Regions from separate parts of the Sus scrofa genome. Here region 1 is linked to region 2. The links are chromatin contacts, called in public HiChIP or PLAC-seq maps. All regions are on one chromosome and are shown on one strand. Each heading gives the region's core, a stretch centred on a gene start, on an enhancer-like site or on the middle of the called end of the contact. The rest is flanking DNA. Distances are from core to core; before and after follow the strand shown. Region 1 overlaps CUX1 (protein CASP). Region 2 overlaps CUX1 (protein CASP).

What was found. HiChIP or PLAC-seq counts read pairs in DNA pulled down with a chosen protein or histone mark.
Region 1: a contact with region 2 is called in an H3K27ac HiChIP or PLAC-seq map of skeletal muscle, with 2.9 times the contacts expected there. The contact joins two enhancer-like sites.

Annotation. Positions count from the first base shown.
Region 1 is chr3:9,647,398-9,653,721 of Sscrofa11.1, reverse strand. All of the region lies in intron 14 of CUX1 (protein CASP), which reads right to left. It overlaps LOC110259891 (a long non-coding RNA gene), which reads left to right. Exons shown (of 2, transcript XR_002342310.1): 2 at 1-6,324. Among named protein-coding and RNA genes, the nearest start is that of SH2B2, 20 kb to the left of the region's middle. Within about 2 kb of position 4,716, at least 5 of the 83 cell types and tissues checked have an H3K27ac peak or open chromatin away from gene starts, as enhancers often do. A contact at or near this core is called in skeletal muscle, where this site is marked.
Region 2 is chr3:9,420,927-9,427,754 of Sscrofa11.1, reverse strand. All of the region lies in intron 2 of CUX1 (protein CASP), which reads right to left. Among named protein-coding and RNA genes, the nearest start is that of CUX1, 110 kb to the right of the region's middle. Within about 2 kb of position 3,249, at least 13 of the 83 cell types and tissues checked have an H3K27ac peak or open chromatin away from gene starts, as enhancers often do. A contact at or near this core is called in skeletal muscle, where this site is marked.

The sequences.
Region 1 (6,324 bases), core at 3,467-5,966, 220 kb before region 2:
CTGTGAGACACGCGATGGCGCCCCCCCATTTCCCAGACAAGGAAGTGGGTGCCAGGAGGGTCAGCCCTTCAAAGTACCCGCACGGTAGGGGGGACATGACGGCAAGTGGAGACACAGGCCCTTATGGAGTGAGGACCACGTGCCTGGGGGACGGCGGGCCCGCTGGCACCCGGATCCCCACGCATCGTACCCCCAGGTTCTGCCGACACCTGCGCAGACGCCACACGCCCTAGGAAGCACGGGAAGGTGTATGCGGGGGAGGGGTGGCAATTCTCGAGGTGCCCTTTGGGCCCAGAATGAAAGTGTTTGCTGCTCCTTCTCCTCAGGCCAGAGCCCTTTAAATAAAAACAGCCCACACGTTCTTGTGTTTGTATAAAAGATATTTACTTCAATTATCACACCTAGGGTGCTAGTGAATAATAATAATACATGGTGTGAGTTTCATACAGTGATATTGCTTCTCCATATCATAGAGGGACCGTTGTACAGTGCTGAGAACAAACATCGTATGGCTAACCAAAGACAGAAGGGACAACGCCCAGGGGCCGACGGGTGCCTCTCCCACCCCCATGCCAGGCGGATCAACTTTTGACTGATGATGTCGAAAACAAATAGCAAGAAATAAAATGTTACCAGAGATGGGTCACAGCCACACAACAGAGGCTTCTCAAAGCTATTTGTACAAAAATGACGCTTTTTTTTTTTTTTTTTTTCTGTTTCTTTTTTCTTTTTTTGGTCAATCGGGTCATTTGTGAGGATTAAAAGAGAAAAAAAAAAAAGGTCTGTGATTGTGAGTATGAACAGACGCGCTCTAGAAACATCTAAGACTTAGTGCGTTACAGAAAATATAAAATACTGCTAAAATGTAAGACACCACAATACAAGGGGCCAGGGGCAGGGGGCGGGGGTGGGGGGGAAGCTGAGCTTATTAGGAGTCTTCTGGAAGAGGCCCGCCGCTCGCTCGACGGGGCCGTCCTGTGCTGTGTTAGTTAGTAGTCTGGGCAGGAGCGTGGCCACCCGCTCTCAGGGCAAGTAGTTTATTGCACAATCGCAAAGAGCGAGGTCTTACTCAGTGGAAAGGGACGCGGGGGACACCACCTCGTCTGCTCGCTTTGTCCCGCTTTTCGGACAGGCTATTTGCAAATGCCTGCAGAATGTTGAACGGATCCTCACGTCTCCAAAATGCACAGCATTTTCTGAGGGGGTCTCAGTGGGTGGGACCCGAGAGGCCCGTTTTCTCAAGGGAAGAGGCAGAAAACGGTTCCAGAGGGAGAGAGAGAGGGAGAGAGAGAGAGAGAGAGAGAAATGCATAGACTACTTCGAGGGAGATGAAAACCTTTGGGGGGAGGGGACGGGGGCTCTTATTTCACCGGAGGCCTTTCTTTCCAAGACGACAGCGTCGGACCCGACACGATGGCAGAGGAGGGAAGAGTCAGGCCCGGAAAGCGAGGCAGGGGTTGGGGGGCCCCCGAGGGAGCTCCAGCTCCGGGGCGGCGGGGCCTGGCCTCGGCCCTCACACCCGAGGAGCAAGCCAGCAGGTGCCCCTGGCCTCAGCCCCCGCCCCACGGAGCCACGTCCACGGGACCCGGCAAGGGGCGGGGGTCCTCCAGCCAAAACCTGACGAAGAACCGCGGTTGTTCCACGAGATGATCTGGACCGACTTTGTGGCCCGGAAAAACAACGACAGCAACGAAAGCCAACTGGAGCTCGTCAGCTCGCAGGAGCCTCGCCAGAAACCACGTCGAGCGGCAGGCGGGCCTGAGCGGGGCTCCCGACGCGGCATGAACCCAGAAGTCTTACCAGAGGCTCTAGGAGGCTTTGGGGGAACTGAACTCGGCTTTCTCTGAGTCTCCCCTGCAGCCCCGCCCACGAGTGTCCTGCAACCCGGCCCCTCCTCACACTGGTAGGTTTTGTCACTGCTGGGCATCGACTCTCTCGCTCTGACACGTTAGCCACGTGGAGACCACCCGTTGCCGCGCGGCTCCTCGGGAGACACTGCTTCTGCTGGAGACGCCCCCTCTGCACGCCCCGCGCCCCCCGCCCCAGGCCCTTGGGTGGTTTGGGGCGGGGGAGGGCTGGAGGCAGAAGACAGTCACCACTGGAGTGAGAGCAAAAAGCATTCATAAAAACAACAACAACACACAGAACAACAACACACTCCTGATACGTACTTAAATGATCAACCTAATAATAAATAGAAGAGGATAGAATTTCTTTTTTTTTTTTTTCCCCTCAAGGAAACATCCTTTTATAATTACCCTCTCGCACGCTGGCGGGTCAGTAGCAGTCAATCCATCTCAACGAGGAACGCTAAGGGCTGGAAGGGGATGGCGGTGGTCTTGCCCTCGGGAGGGTTCTCAGCGGCTGGGTCGCAGACTGCCCCTCCCTGCCCACCTGCCACCCAGCCAGCAGTTCTGGGGGGCGCCCGTGGGCCCTACACACGGAGCCTGGGGGTCAGCAAGAGGCAGGCTGAGATGCGTGGCGGCGGCGGCGGCGGTGGCGACGGTGGCGGCGGGCGGGGGTGGGGGGGAGGCGGTGGAGGGAGGCCTGTTTTCCCATCAGTTCGTGAACAAACGGAACTACAGTGAACAAACTCATTCTACGCATCCACAACCTGAATCGTCCTGGTCTAAAGCTTACTTTGAGTTCATTTGGTGTGCAATACATTATCTCTTAAAAAGAAGGAAAATGATTTCTATTGCACAGAGCTTTTACACATAATCCTCTATTTAAGTGCTTTCTGTTTAAAGCAAACTACGAACAAAGGAAAAAAGAAGCGGGGGGGGGGGGGCGGGAGGAGAAAAAATGAAAAAGGAGAAGAAAGGAAGCATAAAACAAAAGCAGCCCCGTGCCACTTCAATGCATCTTGCTGACTGGCGTCTGGTTTCACCAGCGGAAGCCCCAATGCTTCTGTACACACTGTGCTTCTGATTATTTTCCATAGGGATGTAGCCGTGACATTGGGATATAAGGCACCTTTCCTTTCTGATCACAGAAAGCTTGATACATAGCATATAGCACATTTTGTGGTAGAAATTAAAGCCTAAACACTACAGAAATTACAGTCACGCAGCCTATGCATTTTAACATTATTGGATAAACTAAAATGATCCAGGAAAAGCAACTCAAAGGTATTTTAAACGTTTAATAACGGGGATGGGGAAGTGGACATTTATGCCTAGCCTAATGTCTTTAAAAAAATTTTTTTTTAAGTTTAAAATTTTTTTTTTTTTTTTATAGGTTCTTCACCTGCCATGCCCAACTTTTAAAGTTAGCATTCTGGAGGAGACTAGGCGCTTTGGAAATGTCTTGTTAAAGCTAAATGTCACTTCATCCAAAAATGAAAACAGGGAGGAGGCCACTGTCAGTGCGTACGTCTCTTTGGAGGGGAGGTGGGGATGGAGGCGGGTGGTCGGGCCTGGGCCGGTGGGGGCAGGTCCGGCCAGGGGACCCACAGGGAGGTGGGCGGAAATCCTATTTCCTTCTCCCTGACCAGGGGTGAGGTCCCCGGGCTGCCGGGGCTGCCAGAGTAGGGCAGACTCTGGGGCAGGGCTCATTTCATGCTCGGCCCGCCGCGCCCCGCACCCCTCCTCTGCCACCTCCAGCCTCCGTGCAACCCGAGTGCTCTGGCCTCGGCGCTCAGTACATCTCTCAAGAGTCTCGCAGGCTGGACCTTCTCAGCACTCTAACTGGGAACTTGCTTTCCCTTCTTGTCCCGGTAGTTTTCATCTACGAAAAGGCAGAAACGGACGGGCATGGTAGTGGGAGAGGGGCCCATCCCCTTAGCAAGCAGGTATGCTGGCCAGGCCGACAGTCAGCGCACTGGGGACTAGACATACATCACGTCGGGATCCCAGGCCAGCTCTTACTGCTTGCGACAGGAGCTGGACTGGGTTCAAGAAGGCTCCCCGCGCGCCATCAAGGCCCAAGCGGCACGATTTCCACACGCGGGGTCCTTCCCGATTCCTCTCATTTGGACACCAGCGTGGGTGGCCCCACATCCACCCAGCAGCCCCGGGAGCTGCTCTTCTTCGGCTCGGTGTGGAAAGCGGCCTATATAGTTTTAGGGAGAAAGGGTCACGTGACCAAAGACCATACATGTGGGCTGGAGAAGGCCGGATCCTCTCCTGTCCCTGGGATGCTTCTCACAGAAGGGCTGAAATGACAACGTCCCAGGGCCAGAGATGACAGAGTCCCCCCCGTGCCGGGAAGGAATCCCAGGGAAGTGTCCTCAGAGGGCCGCCGAGGGGCAGCCCAGGGCAGGGAGAGGGCTGTGACGGACCGAAACAGCTGGACAGGAATGGCCAGAGGGCACAGGCAGGCCCAAGGCGAGACGCTCCGAGGCGCGAGGCCGCGCCTGCCTGCAAAGGAAACAGCTGTGAGAGTTTCAGGAACAGGTGGAAGCCAAGAGAAAAGTCCGTGGGCCTCGCGGGGCACAGCTGTGTCACAAAAAAGGGAAGCCACCTGCCCACCAGGCCAAGAGATGCTCACAGACACCAGGCTTCTAGATTTTTCGCTTCCCCAATCTCACTTGCCTGACAGCTCTGGGGGGCGAGGGGTAAGGTCTCGCGGGAGCATGCTCAGTGAGGTAGAAGGGGACAGATGAGGATGACACCCGGGGGGGAGCCGAACGCCCAGCCTGAAGGGGTGCGGCTACCAGCCCACCACGCTCGCCACGCATGCACGCCGGGACCTCGCCTGCTCCGTCTCCCGCCAGCTGGCTCGCTGGCCTCAGAGGGCAGCGGCTTGCGCCGGCTAAGGGCAGAGTCTTGTTTTTAGAGCCAGTCCAGAGGTGCCTGCCAAAGTGCATTTAAGGTGAAGGCTGTTGTCCCCCAGCTCAAGACCTACAGCCCCTGTCACTGTCTCACTTTGTGCTAATCCCAGAAGGACATGTGTTCTGTTCCCCTGGCTCCTCTGCTGTTTGCAGGGAGGTCTGTTCTACAGTCAGAGGAATGAAAAACATTGCATAGAAAGTCAATAGAGTTCGCTGATCACCCCTGCGTGAAAGGAGGTGAGTTCAGGGGGGACAGAGACGTCTGGTCCCACGTGAGCCAGGAAGGTACCTGCCTGCAGATGGGACCGTCTGGGGACTCTCAGCTCAATCTCTTAGGACAGGACTGCTGGGTGACCTTAGGGTAGTCAGATGCCAGAGCGTGCGTAAAACCTGTCCTGCGCTTGGCCTGCTCCGGGCTGCAGGGCTGGTGTGGCCCCGGGTGGGGGAGGCCTTTGGGTGTTTCCTTCCTCCTGGGGCTGCTGGCTGGGCCTGGGAGGGTCTCTCACTGCTGGCGGCAGGGGGCACAGAGGAACATGTCCCCCAAAGCCCTGCTGTACTCTGGATCTGGACCACCGACCAGCATGTCTGGCTTTTCAATGGGGGAGAAAAACGAAGCTGCGCACAGGAGGGCGATGAGCAGGGAGGCACCTGTGCGTTGGAAGTGTAGGGAAACGGTTCGAGAGAGGTCATGGCTGGTTAGCCTGCGGCCTCAGTCACTTTCCCAGACTTGGTGGCCCTGGCCTGAGAGCAGTCACACGAGTCAAGATCCTGCCATTTCCTGGAGCTTCCTTCCAAATCTGCCGACCCTGAGCCACCGTGTCTCGTGATGTGCTTCAGCGGGGTGGGCTCGGCGAAACACCGAGCGGAGCTACAGGGCTGTGATAATCCTTGCTAAACAAGGGCGCGCTGGTAGGCAGACATCACAGACATCTCGACCCAGAAGTTCAAGGGGAGAGGTCCTCTGGGAGCCAGGTGGCACGAGTGAGCGGGCGCGGGTCTAGGACAGAACCCACACCCCTTCCATCTGAGACGCCCCGTGGGGACGTGAGCAGGAGCCAAGGGTCAAGAGGCTGAAGGCGGACACTCGCTGCACGCTGAACCTCCACTGAGCCGGCTAAGCAATGGCAAAAACCTGAAGTTAGGAACACTGCCTCCAATTAACCAAAAGAAGCCATTTAAGATGGTTATAATGGAGCTTGTAATTAAGTGTTAGTGTTTTCTACGGAACCGTTTTCCCCAGGGGAGAGGTACAAATCAGCTTTTTAAACTGGTGGAGCGTAAAGAGGAAGGGGGCAGCTGCCTGTGGGAGCTACTGCTTGGAACGCCAGCCAGCTGAAGGTAAACCCCGCGGAGAGGACGCTGTTCAAGGCACTTGAATATTGCTTATCAAGATGAAAGATCAACCCTTGGACTCAAGCTGAGGGGCACAAAGAGGAGGGGCCCGCTCCCCCCTCCAGGTTCCTGTTAGTTAGTGGCAGCTCTTCAGAGTATGACAGATAGCGATAGATAGCTTAACACAAGAGATCATAGGGTTGGGATCGCCATTAAAA
Region 2 (6,828 bases), core at 2,000-4,499:
CACGCTCCAGGATGGGGACTATTTTTACCCACTTTCAGGCCTGTCCCACTTCACTCGGAGCCTGGCACACGGCTGGGCCTTCAGCCACAATGACAACAGTATGAGCCGTAACAGCAGATATTCCAGACGTGTTCCCGCCGGGGGCTCACGCACCTTGTCTCGCCGCATCCCTTCAACAACTCTAGGAGATGGGTGCGAGGAGGCCCCCATCTCCCAGATGAGCACACTGAGGTTCAGAGGCTGAATTACTCGCCCGGGGACCCCAGCAAGTAAATGGGAGCCCTGTCTTTCTTTTCTTTTTTTTTTGCCATGCCCGAAGCATATGGAAGTTCCCAGGCCTGGGATTGAACCTGCCACAGCAATGACCCGAGCTGCTGCAACGACAATGCTGGATCTTTCACCTGCTGCACCACAAGAGAACTGCTGGGAATCTGGTCTTTTTTGGTTTTGTTTTTTTGTTTGTTTGTTTGTTTGTTTTTTTTGCTTTTTAGGGCCGTGCCTGTGCCACACAAAAGTTCCCACGCTAGGGCTTAAATCGCAGCTGCAGCTGCTGGCCACAGCCACAGCCACAGCCGTGTCAGATCCAAGCGGCATCTGCGACCTACACCACAGCTCATGGCAACGCTGGATCCTTAACCCACTGGGTGAGGGCAGGAATCAAACCTGCACCTTCACGGTTACTAGTCAGAATCATTTCCACTGAGCCACGACGGGAACTCCCTGGGACTCCCGTCTTAACTTCTGTTTTCCTGCTTAAAAATGCCTGGTGAATGGATTACTAAATACCAGAGCCTTTCAAAAAGAGTCTTTTCTTTTTTGGAGAGTTGAACAGTTTCCCATTGTTTTCAAATTAAAAAGTAATCACATTTAAATCAAACCTAACACCATCCAGAAATAAGGCACGCTAAGACTCTTGAATTATCTTCCTCTGGTCTTTTTTCCTGTGTACTTGTATCAGGCCTTTTGCATAAATAATAGGCATTTGCATATATTATGCCGTATATGTATGTATTCGTGTTGTTTATACATCTGCATATTTTTCTTCCATAAAATGAGGGTGATAGAGCATCTTCCCTTAGTTTATATCATAATCACTTCCCATGTTATTAAACAGTCTCAGAAAACAGTATCAGTTACATAATCACTCCGATGAATGAGTTTAACAGAAAGTAATAACTGTCCCTGTTTTGGACACCAGGCAGTTCCCATTTTTCAATATTATAAATAAGTCCCTGGTAAACATTCTTGTTCAGAAAGCTTTGGTCACCTTTCTAATTGTCTTCCTTGAGGGAGTGAAAAAAAACAAACGGGCTTGTTGGGTCAATGGAGGAGACCATGTTTAAGGCAAGTGTTTTCAGAAGTGTCTGAACAAACATGCGTTAGACCACTGCGCGGTTTTCTGAGGGAAAAGCTGATTTCATAATCCGTCTGATTTTTAAAGCTGATCGAGTCAGCAGCCATCTATTCTTCGATGAGTCAGGCCACAGTTTCGCATATCTGGTGCCATAAGCTGATAAGTTAGCTGGTGATAAATATAACCAGTATCTGCAAAGGCCATTCCCAATACAGAAATGGAAATGACCTAAGTGTCGAGGGCACAGCGTGACGGAGGCCCTGCCACCCTCCGTCAGCGGGCCACGGGCCGCACGGCGTGGAGGGACCCCGTGCACACGCTCCCCCTGCCCAACCTGCTCCTTCCTGTCTGCCTTTCCAAACAAGGCCTGGCAAGTCCCAGGCTGCTTCAGGGTGGAGGCTAAGTCCTGGCGCTTAGGTCTGTGGCACCTCGAGCCCCTGGGCAGCCACCACTCCAGGTCCAAGCCTTGGCCCCCACCCTCTGCTGTTCCCTCACGTGACTGCCCTTAGTGGGAAGGGCTCCAGGCCAACCCCTGCTCTTTGCCCCAGGGCAGGGGGCCTAGTGACTGGGCCCTCAGCTGGCTGCAGTAGCAAGGGCCACACCTGGGACGGGGCAGGCTGTCGGGAGGGCAGAGTAAGGGTGAAGCACCCGGCTGTGGGGGCAGAAGCCCAGCTCGGCCGTTGGCCAGCTCAGGGGCCTGGGCGCGTTCCTCAGTTTCCCTATCTGCGAAGTGGGCAGGATACTGTGCCCGCCTCACAGGGAGGTGTCAAGACTACGGAGGCGAAGAAACGGAAAAGGCTCGGCCCAGGGCAGGCATACAGCCCAGGGCGGCTGCCTTTATTACTGACAAGTGAGCTGTTCCTCCTCTCCTCCTCTTCCCCTTCACAGCAGCAGCAGGGGACCCACCAGGGAGAAGGGACCGAGTGGATCCCATGTCATCTTCTCCGTTCCTGGAACCTGCGCTGAAACAGCTCCCCAGTTACAATACTCCTTTGTGATCCATTCCTTACTTGGGGAGACTCCAGGCACTGGGCGCCGTGGAGCTGGGTCCTGCCCAGCAGAGAGTGTGGCGCACTGGGTATACAGACCTCTCGGCCGCACCTGTGGACAGCGTGTGGCCGGAAGGAAGCGATTCCGGAAGTCACTGTCCCTCTAGGCTGCAGCGTTACTGCGCTACAGTGGGGAAAGGGGGGCACCTGCCTCGCAAGGCTCTTTTGCACAAGGAATTAGATAATACAGCAAAGTGCCTCCCTAGAAGCTAGGCATTATGCCTGGCCGGTAACGAGGATGGTGCTAACAAAATAATTACAACTAGGAGTTCCCGTCATGGCACAGGGGTTAACAAATCCGACTAGGAACCATGAGCTTGCGGGTTCGATCCCTGGCCTTGCTCAGTGGGTTAAGGATCCGGCGTTGCTGTGAGCTGTGGTTTAGGTCACAGACGCGGCTCGGATCCCGCGTTGCTGTGGCTCTGGCGTAGGCTGTTGGCTGCAGCTCCGACTGGACCCCTGGCCTGGGAACCTCCATATGCCGCGGGAGCGGCCCTAGAAAAAGCAAAAAGACAAACAAACAAAAAAAAAAAACATTACAACTAGCATTTACTGAGCCCTTACTTAGAGTTACGTTTTGAAACGATGCTGACTTCACTGGTTAAGTTTTCCAGAACCGAGAACCTAACACATCAAGGATGTGCTGAACCTGAAGAGGAGGAAAGGCCCCGAGGAGTCAAGCTCTCATTCCCACATCGCAGAGAAGGGAGGAACGCCTTTTTATTTATTTATTTATTTTTTTTTATTTCCCAGGAGAAGACTCTTACAACTCAAGGCCGTGTGTCCACTTCAATCGTCCGTGTCGTGAGACACAACGGGCACGGTCAAGTTGGGCGGTGTTCTGGCACCAGCCCGGGCCCAGGCCTCGTGTCCAGCTGGCCCAGGCCTTGTCCACATTCGGCACACGACGTCAGCCTAGGACACCTCATTCTTTCACATTTAATAAACCAGCTTAAGACATCGTTACTCACCACCTCGGTGAGTTCATTGTGAAACCCCGAAGGCGGAGAGGGGACCCTCGCATTTCTTACTAAAAGAGAAGCAGCTTCTAACTCTCATCGGCTAAAACGCGAACTGCTGCAAGTATCTACGCCGTTCCCATACCCGCTCTCTTTATGATGTTATAGACAAGAAGGCCGAAAACAGAGACACAAGAAAAGTTTTCTTCTTCTAATAAGCACCTTTCCACAAGAAGCTACCAATTACGAAAACCAGAAATGCACTTAAATGCTTCTGACTGCACCAAGCAGAATGTCAGCCGCTTGTATTTATTGCTTATTTGAAAGGGAGGGAGGGAGAGCAGAGTAAAATTTCCTTTTTCTTCTCTAACGAGATGAGTCACAATTTCCAAACATCAATCAATCAGTGAGTCAGAGGCGGGGAGAAGAGGAAATGACCGGAACCCCCGCCCCCCGACTGTGAACGCCCCCAGAACCACAGCCAGCCAGGGACTCCCAGGTGCCGACTCAACGTCCCCAGGTCCCAGCACGCGGGGACCAGGCGCCTCGGGTGAAACCCGCGAGTCAGGCCCCAAGCCTGGGGTTCTTTGCTCATTCACTGAGCTATTCCATATCATTCTGGGGTGCCCCGTGCGTGCTGGGAATACAGGGGTGAGGGAGGCGTCCCCATGCAGGCGGTATCCCACACACGAAGTGCTCTGCTCAGGGATGCAGACAGGACGGAGGCGCAGAGGAGGAAAACCCTGCGGGTGGGGCCGGGAGGCTCCAAACATGCCTCCAAGACAGGGGACACCCGAGCTGAGTCATGAGGGACCAGAAGTTAGGGAAGAGGCGGGAGGCAGCAAGAGAAGGGACCTGCTCCAGACGGAAGGATTCCTGTGCAAACGCATGGGCTTGGAGAAAGGGTGCTGTGGCCCAGGCCCGACAGGGAGCTCACCTGGACCACAGAACTGCTAGTGAGGGAGAGATCCTGGCCAGAGACCAGCTCTCGAAGGGCCTTCCATCCCTGCTAATGTTGGCTTTGCTCCTGAACCGTGTTTGTGCTTCTGGAGCAGGGCCGGCCGGGGGGGTGGGGGGCTCTCACATGCTAGCTGGTGGGGAGGGCTGGTTAGGATGCAGACTGCAGCCCCTCGCCCTGCCTCGAGTTCCCAGTCCATCAGGTCTGGAGTGGGCCCAGGTGGTGTGATGTTGCTGGTCCTAAGAGCAGGGCTCAGCGCACCCAATCCGGCCTGTTTTACGTTTCTACATAAAATATTACTGGAGCGTGTCCATCACTGAGGTATTAGCTATAGTGACTTTACAGCAGAGCTGAAACCACAAAGCCTAAAGTATTTTACCATCTGGCTCTTATTTTTATTTATTTATTTTTGCTTTTTAGGGCCGCACCCGTGGCACATTGGAAGTTCCCAGGCTACAAGGTCGAATCGGAGTTACAGCTGTCAGCCTACACGGCAGCTCATGGCAATGCTGGGTCCTTGACCCACTGAGCGAGGCCGGGGATCAAACCCGAATCCTCACAGATACTAGCTGGATTCATTTCCACTGCGCCACAGCGGGAACTGCCTATCTGGCTCTTTACATGCAACTTTGCCGACCCCTGCCGGAGGATGTTCCTAGGGGATTCGAAAAAATAACAGCTTTGCGGTCAGTCCATGTTGGATGGTATTAGATTAATCAATGCCCAGCAGGGTTCTTTTCTGCAGGACTTTCCAGAGCCTTTAATACCATATTTTTCTGGGACTGGCGTTCCCAGCAACGCAACGTGAGTCTGTGAGATGCCGCTAGAGGATTTTAACGGACGACGTGTTAAACTGGGGTTTAACCCACAGCCGTGTCTCCTAGGAAAAGCACCCCAAGGGCAGACAGCCTGGAGGGGAACGATCAGGGGACCAGCTGGATGGCTACCATGGCAACTGCACAGGATGTGACAAGAATGTGCACTAGGGCAGGGGTCAGCACGCTTCTTCTGGAAAGGGCCAGACGGTAAATATTTCTGGCTTTGCAGGCCATGCCGTCCCTGTTGCAACTACTCAACTCTGCCCTGGCAGCACAAGAGCAGCCAGAGACCGGAGACAAACATGCGAGTATGGCCATGTGCCAATAAAACTTTATTTACAGAGGCTCGCGTGGGACGAGGGCGGGCGAGGAAGGCTGCACAGCCCCCACACTTGAAAATGGTGAAAAGGGTGAGTTTGATGTGAAGTTATCTTTTACTACAACAAACAAACGTTATGGGCACTGAAGTCTGAAGTTCTGATTGCTCACGTATCGCAACATCCTCTAGTTTCTTTTAACCATTACAAAGGGATGACGCGGTTCCGACGGACGGGCTGGCGGGCACCGCTCCCTGCGTCAGAGCAGACATGCGTTTTACATATAAGAGATGTTCAGTGTAAAGCATTTTAGAAAATGCTCAACCACTCACTGTCGTTATGATACCATGCGTGCCTGGCCAAAAGAGGAGGCAGAGATGTGACAGCCGGTCAGGGGCGGACGAGACGGAGCCGGGGTTGGAACCTGCCCTCCTGTCCCTGGGCCCTTGCTCCCCAGCTTCCCCAGCAGGGTCTGGAAATCTCGGAAGCAGGCAGGTGGGGTCCAGGCGCCCAGCCAGCAGGTGAAAGGGAAGGTCTGGGGCCCCAGTGAGAAGCCAGGTCCTGATGGCCTTGCTCGGGGGACACCAGCACCCCCGGACAGGTCTGTCCCTCGGCTGCCAGCCACTGAGGGTCCTCGGTCTCTCCCTGCCTGCCTTTCCTTTCAGAAGCCCCTCCCCTCGGGGACTGTGCCCTGCAGGCCCCTGCCCAGTGGAAGAAGAAACCAGCCGGCCTGACCCAAAGTAAACTGGTATGATGCAACCCAGGCGGGGCTTGCGGGGTGAGCAGGGATCAAGGCCTCTCAGAGCATCTCTGCGGAAGGATGCGCCAGAGTTCCAAAGCTCCAACCGGCGGGCCACTGGTCGTTTCATAAACTGCAATGAAAGCACCACTTGGATGTCACTGAAATGTCAAGAGGCCACAAACATTTCCAAACGCCTGCTCTGAAGCTCTGTGCTTATCTACTGCAGGCCAGGAACGGCTGGGCCACTGGTCCTCCGGCCGCACCCTGACACCCTTGCTGAAAAGGGCAAAACGTACCACCCCGTCAGGCCAGCAAGCCTGATCCCCCGGGCACAAGCCTCCCTGGGATGCTGGGGACCTCGCTGTGCCACCACACAGACTGGAGGTCAGAGAGGGAACCCGGGCCTGCCCGTCTGGGGCACAGACCAGACCCTCGGTGGCTGGGCTGGCACGGCGCAGCTCGGACGAGCTGGCTGGCAGAGCAACCAGAGCACCAGCCCCAAGGGACCCCAGGGAGACAGAGGGGCTGGGCCGTGCCTCTGCTCTCATAAAGAGATCGGACCAACCTAAACTTGGAAAACCTACCGACCTGGCAACCCTCGGAGGCCAGTGCCTTATCTTCAAGGCTCACC